Linked DNA regions of Mus musculus: regions 1 and 3 are each linked to region 2. A link is a contact called in public Hi-C and targeted proximity ligation data. All regions are on one chromosome and are shown on one strand. The core of a region is the stretch at or near the end of the contact, and the rest is flanking DNA. Distances in the headings are between cores, read along the strand shown. Region 1 overlaps Deptor (DEP domain containing MTOR-interacting protein). Region 2 has its middle 6.2 kb from the start of Gm35312. Region 3 holds the start of Deptor (DEP domain containing MTOR-interacting protein).

Evidence for each region. Hi-C and Micro-C count contacts between places; a contact is called where the count stands out from the background.
Region 1: a targeted proximity ligation map of embryonic stem cells shows a contact between it and region 2, with 8 read pairs. A contact is called at or near these places in 1 of 39 promoter capture datasets (embryonic stem cells), 5 of 484 Hi-C or Micro-C datasets (the G1E-ER4 cell line, bone marrow-derived macrophages, embryonic fibroblasts and 2 more), 14 of 130 datasets of targeted methods (a beta-TC-6 cell line, craniofacial prominence, embryonic basal ganglia and 9 more) and 3 of 9 other capture datasets (adipose tissue, liver and pancreatic islet).
Region 3: a Hi-C map of embryonic stem cells shows a contact between it and region 2, with 6 times the contacts expected there. A contact is called at or near these places in 31 of 39 promoter capture datasets (the 3T3-L1 cell line, 3T3-L1-derived adipocytes, the C10 cell line and 19 more), 309 of 484 Hi-C or Micro-C datasets (2-cell-like embryonic stem cells, the 3T3-L1 cell line, 3T3-L1-derived adipocytes and 158 more), 68 of 130 datasets of targeted methods (the 230-238 cell line, CD4 single positive thymocytes, CD8 T cells and 41 more) and 7 of 9 other capture datasets (adipose tissue, embryonic stem cells, embryonic tail and 4 more).

Annotation. Positions count from the first base shown.
Region 1 is chr15:55,139,531-55,143,431 of GRCm38.p6, forward strand. The region is part of intron 1 of Deptor (DEP domain containing MTOR-interacting protein); the gene reads left to right. Among named protein-coding and RNA genes, the nearest start is that of Gm9920, 28 kb to the left of the region's middle.
Region 2 is chr15:55,286,198-55,290,460 of GRCm38.p6, forward strand. No RefSeq gene overlaps it. Among named protein-coding and RNA genes, the nearest start is that of Gm35312, 6.2 kb to the left of the region's middle.
Region 3 is chr15:55,110,652-55,114,441 of GRCm38.p6, forward strand. It overlaps Deptor (DEP domain containing MTOR-interacting protein), which reads left to right and starts at 1,666. Exons shown (of 9, transcript NM_145470.3): 1 at 1,666-1,968. The coding sequence starts at 1,847. It overlaps Gm9920 (predicted gene 9920), which reads right to left and starts at 2,931. Exons shown (of 5, transcript NR_045093.1): 1 at 2,689-2,931; 2 at 1,692-1,945; 3 at 469-565.

The DNA of each region.
Region 1 (3,901 bases), core at 376-2,875, 150 kb before region 2:
AGCCAGCTGGTTAGCGAGACAGGAATAGAAAATTACAGAATCACCTTGAATTGAAAGCCTGTGAACCGGCTGTCTGAGATGAATGATGGGAAGTTTTGTTTTTTTTTTTAAATACCATGGCAAGTGGGATTGAACATTCACATAAAGTAGAGGCGTTTCCTCTCATTGGTATACTGAAAGGGGCTTTTGATTCTGAATCCAAGGACTGTTTTACCTGAGCGTCCCACTGGGCGGAGGTCACCCTGATGGATTTTGTTATCGAGACTCATTGCTATTTGCTGTCACTGGAATTGTAGCAGTCCATAAACAGCGTTCCCTTAGTGTCCATGTTTGGATCAGAGGTCATGCAGTTTGATGCATGCTTTACCAGTGGCCCTAAGACCCTGTAGGAGAGCAGGAGCAAGGCTGAGCTCAAGGTGGAAACATGTTCACCAAGCAGGTGCCCTTGCAAGGCTGCCCTTGGAAGAGCGAGGTTTTTTTTGAGTTATTAAAAGTGTTCAAATCCAGCAACCACATGGTGGCTCACAACCATCCGTAATGCTCCCAGCACTAAGCAGGCACACTTATGGTTGGGAGGTGAGAGAAGAGCCTGGGTCACGGAGGGAAGCCTACTTAGAGCCTAGCTTTGCAAAGTCTCAAATGCATGGAATCCAGGCTCACGCAAGCCCCTGAGGGTATAGGAAATGTCTTAGGTGATGTCTCCTCCTCACCCCCACCTCCACCCCAGCACCTCTGAAATCAGTGGAGAGCTGAGGAGGAAGGATAGAGCCATGTAATTCCCACTCCTCCACCCAAGTCTTAATTATTGAAAGGATACACATGTCTTGGCAGAAAACCTGGAAAACTGAAGGAGAAACCCACTCCAGACATGGCTTTGCTTGCCCCTCGCAGGGCTAGCCTCGGTACTCCTGTTTCTCTGTGCTGATCAGCTTGCCTTTTTTTCCAAACCTGCCAGTCCCATTTTCTTGGTATCTCCAGGCTTCACTAGTTCTGTGATTGTCTGTTTCTCGTTTTGCTTTTTGAGACAGAGTATAGCCTTAAACTCACTACATAGCTGAGGCTAGCCTGGAACAACTAACGTTCCTTTCTCCTCCTTCCCAAGTGCTGAATCACAGAGGTGCTCCACCGTATCCAGTGTGGGTCTACTAGTTTTAAACCTTTGTGTTTATGACTTCTAGGAAGACCAAGGATGTAGAAAGTATGTGTGGGAAAACTGGGAACTATTCTGGGCTCGTCTGTCCAAACTCCTTTAAGCCAGAATGCTCAATATTGTTCTTTGTTGAAGTGTTTCTTTGCACAAAGACAGTTTGAAAACTGCAGGTATTGTCATAACTGGGGGACTGAACCATCTGGCGAGGGTCACTTAATTCCTGCCAGGTGGAATGAGAAGGACAGAAATGTCCTTGTCCTTTATCTTGGCTTGTCCATGAAAGCTGGCGAGGGCCATCATAGGTTAGGGACACCTTTTGCACTCTGTTCTAGGAAAGTGACAAGGAGATGGATTTGGGCCTTGCCTGGATTTGAGGAAGGCAGTTTTAAATAAAAAGGGATGTTGGGTATGGCAAGCAGGCCATTGTTCACAGTCTGCATAGTTAGAGGTGTGGCTTTACGCTGGGTGTGGTGGCCCACAACTTTGATTCCCATCACTCAAACACAGCCAGGCAGTTCTCTATGAATTTCAGGCTAGCCTGGCCTACGTTAGAGGGTTCCTAAGCCAGCCAAAGCTACATAGTGAAACTCTCAAATCCCCACACTGCCAAAACTGAAGGGAGGGAAGCTCTAGCTCGGGGCACACTTCTCAACAGTCCTGTATGATGAGACCCTGCCTCTAGAACAAGTCCTAGGGTTCTGGGAATTTTATTTGCTTTTAAATTTAGGTCTATCAGGTAGGTGTCCTGGCACCCACCCATAATCCAAGCGCACAGAAGGCTAACTCTGGAGTACCTAAGGTTCAACCCTGGCCTGGGCCACACAGTGAGACTCTATCTCAAAACAAAAAGATCTAGATAAACTGCACATTAGTGAACAGTGATGAAGTTATGTGTCAGGAACACCTGCTCAGTGGCCAGCCTCTCCCTCCTCGACATCATGCCTATTTATATTGTATCTTGTATACAATATTGTGCATCCCGTTTGTCTACCAGGTATCTCAGCATCCAGTATGCCAGGCAGAATAACAGGGTATGCTTGCAGTGTGAAGATTGGTATCTCTTCATTGGAGTGGCTTTTTTTTTTTTTTTTCTAGAGCATTCCATTTCCATGGCTCATTTTTAGACTTCTGTTTCTGGCAATGAAAGAGAAGAGATGGAGGCAGAGGTATGGAGAATGTGTAACCTCTGGTCACATATCTAAAAATATCAACATTTCTCTCCCACGTTCCTGGGTATAATTTTTCCCTCTTTCTGGCCCTTCCCCGCCATCTGCTTCCATTTTTAAATTTTTATTGTTGTTAGTGTGTGTATAAGACAGAGGAAGCATATGTGTGTTATTGCGTGCATGCACGCATGTGTACATGCATGTGTTGTGTGCTTGCCACAGCACATGTGTAGATGACAGTTTGGAAGAGTCACTTTCTTCATCCTTACCTGGTGTCTAGGGATCAAACTCAGGTTGCCCGGCCCCTTTATCTTCTAAGCAATCTCAGTAAACCTACTCTGATGATTCCCTTGGTTTGTTTTGCTTTGTTTTTGAGACAGTTTTACACTAGATAGCCAAAGCTAGCATTGAACTCGCAGTGTAGCCGAGGTTAGCTATGAATTTGTAGCAATCCTCATTGCCAGCCTCCCACATGAGCCACCTGATCTAGCTGCATCTGTTGTTTGTTGTTTCTTTGCAACACTCGGAATGGCACCTAGGCCCTCTAGCATGCTAGGCTGGCTCTACACTGTCACCTGTCCCCACCCCAAGCACTGGTAAATAGACCCAGGGCCTTATATGTATTTGCTTAGGTAAGCTCTTAAGCTCTTTACCAATGAACCACACAAAGCTACTGTTTCCTTAAACAAGAAACATACCAGCTTCTGGAGGGATGTAGGGCCAGAGGGACTGGGGTGTCACCCTGCTCCCTGCTGTGCAGAATGAGTCAGTGGAAATAAAGAAGTTTTTTAGCACTGCACTCAGGGGTCACAAAAGGATAGTAAACGAAGTTCTTTCTCTCTTTCTCTCTGTAGTATTTCAAGATAAACACTACCTAATAATTTTTTTGTTGTTGTTGTTTAAATTTGGAAAGTATACAAGAGCTGAAACTCCTCTCTTGGCTCCTAACAGATTCCTCCTCCGCTGAATTATGTGGCATTTTGTTCCACATTTACATTTCTAGATAAATTGGCCCTCATTATTCTTGGATTCCTGACAGACAGCATGTCTAAGAATGAGTGTTTTGCGTTCTGCCGCTCTGTGCGTGTTCAACAAATGACTCATTGCTATTGTCGCTGAATTAATTAGCAGGATCCCTGTGAAGATGTCAGCATACTTGGGTAAACTAACTTTATAAAATCAGGGCTCAGTATCTTCTTGATAATTGGAACTGCATTCAGGTGCCATTTGCAGTTTTAGGATTGTTTAGGGACTCATCCTGAGGACCACCGCCTATGGAGTTATAACTGTGCCTAGCACATAGGGCGACTCTCAAGCCCCAGTATTTTTTAGTTTTATTATTTACTTTTTTGTGTGTGTGGGGGGCGCATACCATGGAGTCTGGCAAGTGTATACTTCAGGGAGCCAGTTCTGTTTCTGCCATGGCTTCCAGGGTTTGACCTCAGGATGTCAGGGTTACACACCGAAGGTAAAATCCACTAAGCCATCTGGATGGCCCTTTTGGTTTTTGTTTTGTTAACAATTCACTATATGTTAAGACAATTCTATTTCATGGATTGTGTTTTCTTTCAGATTGGCCTTTCCT
Region 2 (4,263 bases), core at 469-2,968:
TGACTCTGAAGACATCTAAGAGCTTGGTGCCAAGGAAACAGTTTACTTAAGACAAGTCCATCTAAGAGTCACTTCATTTCAGAACTGTGGAGAGAAGCAAGTCACTTACCTTCTCTGTTTGAAAAGACAGAGAAGTGCGGGGGTGGGGGGTGGGGGGTGGGGGGAAAGATTAATGGAGCCGCACCCCTCGGCCAAATCCAGCCTGCACACTCACTGGTGTGCAGAAAGGGAACTGTGCATGTTTGGGAAAGGATGTCTGTCCCTTGTGTCTTCCTCCTCCTCCTGTCTTGGAAAAAAAAAAAAGAATATCTTTGTACTGATCAATTCTATCTGGGGATTAAAGCACATTTAGTTTTAGAGGTACTTTAGGGATGGGATGTAGCTTAATGATAGAAGACATGCTTAGCATACTGAAGCCCCTAGATTCTATTTCCAACAACTCTTCTTAAAAATGAAAGGTAGTAGATTTTTTTCCATTTTAACCAAAACCTCCCCAAACAGTATAGTTAGTTCATGACCAAGAGTTCAAACACAGGAGCCTGTGGGAGATGTTTTGCATTCAGAACACATCCATCACTAACATCAAATTTCTTTTTCTTTTTTTTCTGAGACAGAGTTTCTCTGTATAGCCCTGGCTGTCCTGGAACTCACTTTGTAGACCTCGAACTCAGAAATCCACCTGCCTCTGCCTCCCAAGTGCTGGGATTAAAGGCGTGTGCCACCACGCCCACTAACATCAAATTTCTTATTTTTCCTCCATAAACTGCACTCCTAGATTCTTTCCAGGGCCAGTGGCGGGAGTTACCCAGAGCCTGAGACCTTTAGATATTACCAATCCCACTGACTGGTAGGAAGAGGGTCAGAAGTAGGATTCTCTGATAGCTCATGAACTCTTTTTTTTTTTTCTTTCCTTTTGCACTCCCCTCCTCCCCCAGCAGGCAGGTGGAAGGGGCAATAAATGTTAAGACATGGTCTCATCAGGTAGCCAAGGACAACCTCAAACTTAGTCTTCCTGACGGCCTCCCAAGTATGGACATTACGAGCATCATGCCGTTCTTGAACTGTTCTTCTTCAGATCAGTGTCACGTGGTCCAGAGTCAAGGTCGAAATGCAGGCTATAGACTTTCAATCTCACTGGACATGTGGAAGAATGTTGAGGTGACGTGTGCGGCAGAACGACACGGGTCTTTTACTATGAAAGTGTGAGGCACGCAGGGCAGATGGCGGAGGGGCTCTGACTGCTGAGTCCCCAGATGGTGCATGCATGAGTAGCTTCCGTTTGACCATCCAGGCAGCATGGCAGACATAGAATATATGTTGAAGGAGGAAAGTATTTGTGGGTGCAAAAATTTGGGATGGATCTGGAAGTTAACAAAGAAAAGATTTTTAGTTTGAGGCTATTCAAGTGACTTTTCTTTGGCTAAAGGGACACAATATCAAGTCTCTGGGGAGACAGAGAGACTATCAGTGAATTCAATAGGAAAGAAGAGCTAGACTAATAGTCACCCTTGGGAAGGGGAGGGAGCAGTGCTGTCCAGCTTGTGATTTAATAAGAGAGTTTGGTCTAAGTGGGAGGACATTTCCTCATCTTCAGTCTTTAAATAGGCTGTGGTGATTATCATGTGCAATCTGCATTTTCCTTGCCTGGCCAGGGCCTGGGTGCCTTCTTGGCTTCTCATTGTCATGCTAGCTATTTCTAGCCACATAGATCACCTGACTTCCCCTCCATTCTCCACCTCACCCTCTATGGCTCAGGGTCCGGCCTGGAGCAACCCCTTGCTTTGCAGCCTTGGTGTGTGGAAGTTATAAAGCTTCCTTATCCACGTTGCTGACCACTGCCCCACCATTTCCAGGAGCCCCAGCAATGACTGGGTCCCAACAGAAACTTGTCTGAGGTCCTCAGCATCAGTTACTATCTCTGTTCACTGTTTCCTTGGTTCTGTCAATTGCCAAGATAGCCAGGCTCAGGAATGACTATTGCTTCTGGAGTCTTGACTGGGTAGGAAATACTCTCTCCTTCCATTGATCTCTTGCCAAGAACCAGCCTCTGCTTGGAGAGGGGTTCTGAGGAAGGGGTGTCTAGGAATGGCTAAACAAACAACTATAAGTCAAATTGTCCAGGCTGGTGGCCTATGTTCTTTCTGCTCTAGACCGCTTTCCAGGCTGCTCTCTTTCTCTCTGATGTGTTTTCTCTCTCTCTAAGTTCTGCTCCAGATGGTTCTCCAAGCAGTTCTCTCTGGCTATTCTAAAAAAAATTCTCTGAATAGCTTATCTCTTGCAGATCATAGGTCCAGTCTTTTATTTTACATATCAATTCAGTCATTTACTCCAGGTTTCCTTTTGATTGTCTCATGAATCAGCATCCGGAGACCCAAGGCCCTTGATTCCTAAGAGACTGCAAACACACATTTTCTGTTAACATTGCAAAAGAATTCAGAGGTCTACCTGTTAAGCACAGACAGCAAGCTAATTGAGTATGCCTCATCCTGAAATTACCATTTCTACCTCACCTGGACCTAAATTAGTTCTGTCTCAGGCTGACCTTGAACTCAGGAATCTGTCTGCCCGGGTAAGTAAAAACAAGATGATGTCCTGCAATTATCATTTCCTAAATCTCTTTATCTCCTTCCTTAGTATCTTTCCAACAAGTTGTCTCATAGTTAGCTGCCTTTATTCTTTTAGAATCAAGAGGCCTCTCATAAAATTCATATTGTATATTTTTTGCATATTTTTGAGGAATTATATATTTTGAACTCATGTTTTAAAGAGTTCTTTTCCACCCCCTTAAGGGCTGTCCTGAAGGACCCCAGGGCTTCCCATTTTGCTGAGACATTAGCCACACCTTAACCTCCTGGATTTGTGCTATTTCTGATTATCATGGAGTCATTAATATTAACAGGGAGAACATTGCTCGAAGGAGGAATGTAAAATGTGTACATTATTATACAAACAAGCCTTATGTCCTTGGCAGCCATTGACATTCATGGAGACCCCTGTCGTGTCTGTTGGCCTTGTTCCAGGGGCAGGGACCATGTCACTCTGTCCCCATGAAGACCATGCTGGACCCAGCAGCCTCTTCTCTGGGTTTTTGCCAAGGAAAAAAAGGAATCTCTGACCATTTTATTATTTTTTTTCTTTTTCTTTTTGGTTGTCTCCCCCCGCCCCTCCCCAGGGTTTCTCTGTATAGCCCTGGCTGTCCTGGAACTCACTTTGAGACCAGGCTGTCCTCCAACTCAGAAATCCACCTGCCTCTGCCTCCCGAGTGCTGGGATTAAAGGCGTGCGCCACCACTGCCCGGCTCATTTTATTCCTTTACTTTCTTTATATCCACCTTTTTTCTATAATCCATTTGGCCAAAAATGGTTAGGCAGAACCCTTTAAGGAAGAAAGCCCTCTAGTTAATGCTTTAAATGATCACTTCTCTTTACTTATTAATTACTAGTTATTATTAACACAATTGATGTGTGTGTGTGTGTGTGTGTGTGAGACAGAGACAGAGAGGAGAGGAGAGAGAGTTACATTTCCATTGCTGGGATAGAGCACAATGTCGAAATCATCACATAGAAGGAAGTGTTTATTTGGGCTTACTGTAACTAAGGATTAGAGTCCAAGGTGTTCAAATGGAACCATGGAGGGCGGGAGGGGGAGCCCGAATAGAAAGTTGAGAACTCGGGTGGTGGTGGCACACGACTTTAATCCCAGCACTCGGGAGGCAGAGGCAGGTGGATTTCTGAGTTCGAGGCCAGCCTGGTCTACAAAGTGAATTCCTGGACAGCCAGGGCTATACAACAAAGAAACCCTGTCTCAAAAAAAAAAAAAAAAAAAAAAAAAAAAAAAAATCAAAATCAAAAACAAAAACAAACAAACAAAAAAACCAAAAAAAAAAAAAAAAAAAAAAAAAAAGTTGAGAATTCGAAACTTGAACATTGAGGTAGAAAAACTGAGCTAGAAATGGCACCAGTCTCTAACGTCTCAAAGTCAACTTCCAGTGACATACGTTCTTTGGCAGGGCCAGATCTCTGAAGACTTTCCAAACTGTGCCACCATTGGGCACTTCTAATTCTCTAAGATTATTGGGGCATCTCATTCAGTGTGTGTCACACCATGCACAGTGTGTGTGTGTGTGTGTGTGTGTGTGTGTGTGTGTGTGTTTTATGTGTGCATTGTGTGACATGGCTAATGTCTGAGAACCACTTTAGGAAGCCTGTTCTTTTCTTCCATTTTGATGTGAGTTTCAGGAATCAGATTTGTGCCACTAGGCAT
Region 3 (3,790 bases), core at 416-2,915, 180 kb before region 2:
AGCAAAAACAAACAGACAGACAGACAGCTGTTACCCTCATTAAGTCTAGGCCATCTCCCTCTGTCACTTAATGTTTATGCTATGGGGCTCTTAGAATACTTTGAACTGAAACCTCTCTCCATTGGTGCATCTTTTAAAATATTTACCTTTGAGGAAAAAATTTACCTTTGGAGGAAAAAATAGAACAGAGCATGGTGTTCAGGTCTTATAATTCCAGCACTTTGGAGACTGAGGCAGGGGGATCAAGGGTTTGATGCTATCCTGGGCTACACAGCAAGATTCTACCCCAAACAATAGTTTTGTTTACCAGAGAATGGACCTTGCAAAGTACTAAATGCTCTACTTTTGTGACCCTAGCAGGTTCAGAGCCTAGTCTTCAGGAATGTCAAGTAACATTCACAGCAGCATATGTTTTGTTATATACTGACACTTCCTGAAGATTGTGACAGTTATCGTAGACACAAGTACCTGTATCTTCCAAAAGGCAAATCCAAAGATACTTCAACAAATGTGTATGGCCGCGGAAGCCATGACTTCCCAGTCAAGCTATGTTGAAGTTTACAAACTAAAAACGAAGAGACACAGTGATGACTTTTAATGAACATGGTAGACCAGCTCGGCCATTCAAATATGTTTAACCTCCTCCTCTTTCTCCTCCTCCTCCTCACCCCCCCCTCCTCCTCTTCTTCTTTTAAAGATTTATTTATTTTATATGTGTGAGTACACTGTCGATGTGGCTGTCTTCAGACACACCAGAAGAGGGTATCAAATCCCATTACAGATGGTTGTGAGCCACCATGTGGTTACTGGGATTTGAACTCAGGACACCTGGAAGAGGAGTGAGTCAGTGCTCTTAACAGCTGAGCCATCTCTCCAGCCCCTAACCTGCTCTTCTAACGGTTTATTGTATTGCTTGCTTTTGTCAGTTAAGCTGTTTTTGGTTTTAGTTTGTTTTATGAGACAAGGTATCTTCTTATCCCAGTCTGGTCCAAACTCATGATCATCTTCTGAAGTTCTGGGAACATAAGTGTGTCGCCATGCCTGCCAAGATAGAGTTGTTTTAAAAACATAACCTAAAACTGAGAATGCTCTTGCCTGCTTGCCTGAGACAAGTTACCTCACCCCTCCGAGTTGCCTTCCCGACGTAAAAGGAATGATATGGGAAACACAAGAGGGTAGCAATTTATCTAAAACATCTTTAATGCAGCAGATGTGGACAAGTGATAGCTACAACTAGTGTAAAAAAGGGATTAAGAGCATTTAGGTAGGAAACCAAAGTAATGAAGCCAGGTTCTTAGTCTTTTTGAACCGCAGGGCAGGATCCTTTATTGACTCCACCATAGGGTAGTAGTAGATGGTCTATAGGGAAAGGGATCAGGTAGCCTGAAATGCCCTTCAGCAATATCCTCAACTGCTCCGTTTTTGAGTAATCTGTTCTCATTTTTATTCTCTACAACTCTAGTATGGAAAATGGAGAAAAACTGCAACATTCCCCAGCATGAGTTTGGGAGTGAAAAAGGAAATATAAAAGAGGAGCGAAAGGCTCAACCTCCTGCAAAAACTCAGGGCTCAGAGCTCCGCCCCGATGTTTTTATTTTTCTCCTTGTCCCCGCCCCCCGACCATGAGAGAGCCCAGGCCACGCCCCCAAGCCGAAGTTCCAGACCCGGACTCGCCGACTTCTCCTGCTTACCCGCAGGGATTCCCTCACCAGCCAATCGCGTCTGAGCCACGGCACCGCCCGGAACAAAGATGGCCGGGGCGGCCTCGGGGAGGGCACATTGATCCAAACGCCAGGCGCACCCGCCGGGACAGCAAAGGCAGAGTGGCAACCGCGCGGTCAGGAACATGGAAGAGGGCAGCAGCGGCGGCAGTGGTAGCAGCGACAGCAACGCCGGCGGGAGCGGCGGGGTGCAGCAGAGAGAGCTGGAACGCATGGCTGAAGTCCTAGTTACGGGAGAGCAGCTCCGGTAAGGAAAGGCACTCAGTAGATGGGCTCTCGATTGCCCTATGCCCGCCGCGGTCCGGAGCGCACACGCCATCTGGCTCGTGGCAGGCGTGTCGCGCGGGGCGTAGGGACAGTTGCGAGCGAGTGGGATGGTTGGGTCGCGCTGCACGGGTGCCTGGCTACTGCAGCCCGGAGGCTAGCAGCTTCAGCCAGGCTGCGGGGACCGATGCCGGGAACGCGCGGTGCAGGCTGCGCCCTAGCTGGACTGCTGCAGCCATGCGTCCCTCCGACTCGCCACCACTCAGTGCGTGCAAACCCCCTTGCCAGGTGTTCCTGATGACTGTCTAGTCTGCTCGCTCCAAAAAGAAGAGATTTCGGATGGGACCCCAGTCCCTGCGCTTCCAGATAGAAGGCTCCAGCACCCATGAGTGCCTTCGGTTCAGCTTTCCTTTTTTTCTAGCAAGACATGCTTCCCTCATTGGAGCTTCAGGTTACTTTTATGTAAAACCTGGAGCATATCTGCGAGTGCTTTGACGGGTTGCTTCTCTTCCAAAACCTTTCCCAGTTCTTTACCTATCCCTTGATTGGCACACTTGGTTTCAGGTGTCACTTGGGTCCGCAAGGGGGCGTGAAAGTACCTTGTTCAGTGCCCACGTTTGGGACCCCGGAGTTGGCCCACCGCCGCGCACTTTTCCTAGAATTACCACTTTCCCATCTCACAGATCCAGGAACAAGCACTTACCCCCAGGGCTCTTTTGACATTCCCATCGCTTCCTGTTCCTTTTTCTTGGGCATATGCTTAAGACTTGTGCTTCCGCAGCTGCCTTGATATTGGGGGTTGTAAATCAGATTGCCACTCCAAATGAATCCGGCTCTGCCAGAACTTGAACCGCGAGCCCAGTCCCACCTGAAAGAAGTGTGCTAGCTCCCTCTAGCTCTTGGCTTGATTTTTCCGGCTTATTTCGGTTTCTAGATGGCTGTTTCCAGACTGGAAGGAGAGTGTTACAGAGGTTCCTGGAGGTCTGGTAAAGCACTTGGCTTTGCAGTGTTCAGTTTGAGGAAGTAGCTGTTGGCAGTCAGGACGGTGGAGTCCAGTGTGACAGAAGGAAAATCACGCATTTCAGTTCCTCGTTAAATCTCAACTGTGTGGCCAAAATTGAAGGGAATTAAAAACCTGTTTTCCTTCATCAAGAGTATTTTGTAATGGAGATGACGTAAAGTTTTTCTGATTTAATTGGACTTTCTTAATAATTTATTGTTTTGTTCTTTACTATATTGCTGTTTGAAAAGGCTTTGCTTGGGTGAGATTCCTTGCTTTTTGTTTCTTTTACAAACATCATTAAGACCCCCAGTCACTTTCTCCTTCTCGATAACTGCTCCTGAAATGCACATTCTTCAGCCTCCCCTGAGCGCTCGCAGGCTTTCCCACCACAAATCTGCAGACCTGGGACTCGGGCTTGGTTTTCTATTCCTCCGCCATGTGGCCAAGTGTTACCGTGACTCTGTTTTGAGGAAGGCTTTGAACCTGACAGAATCCTGGCCTTGCCCTTGACTTGGCTAGTGTAGAGCCTGGGACAAAGATGAGTAACACTAACTTTTACCTGGTAGTGTTGTTATGAGGATTATGTGGCGTTAGTGCAGGCACCGGTGGGTGCTGCTACGCACTATATGATCACTAGCCAGGGTAGCCATGTTTGGACAAATTAATTTACTCGTCTGAGCTATTTCCTCATCTGTAAAGTGGTCATGAAGATGAGAGTATTTCATGGGGTGCTTCTGAGATTCTGACTTCTGGGCTTCCTGTGTTAGTTAGCAATCCCCAAGGGCCTGCAGGAGTTAATTGG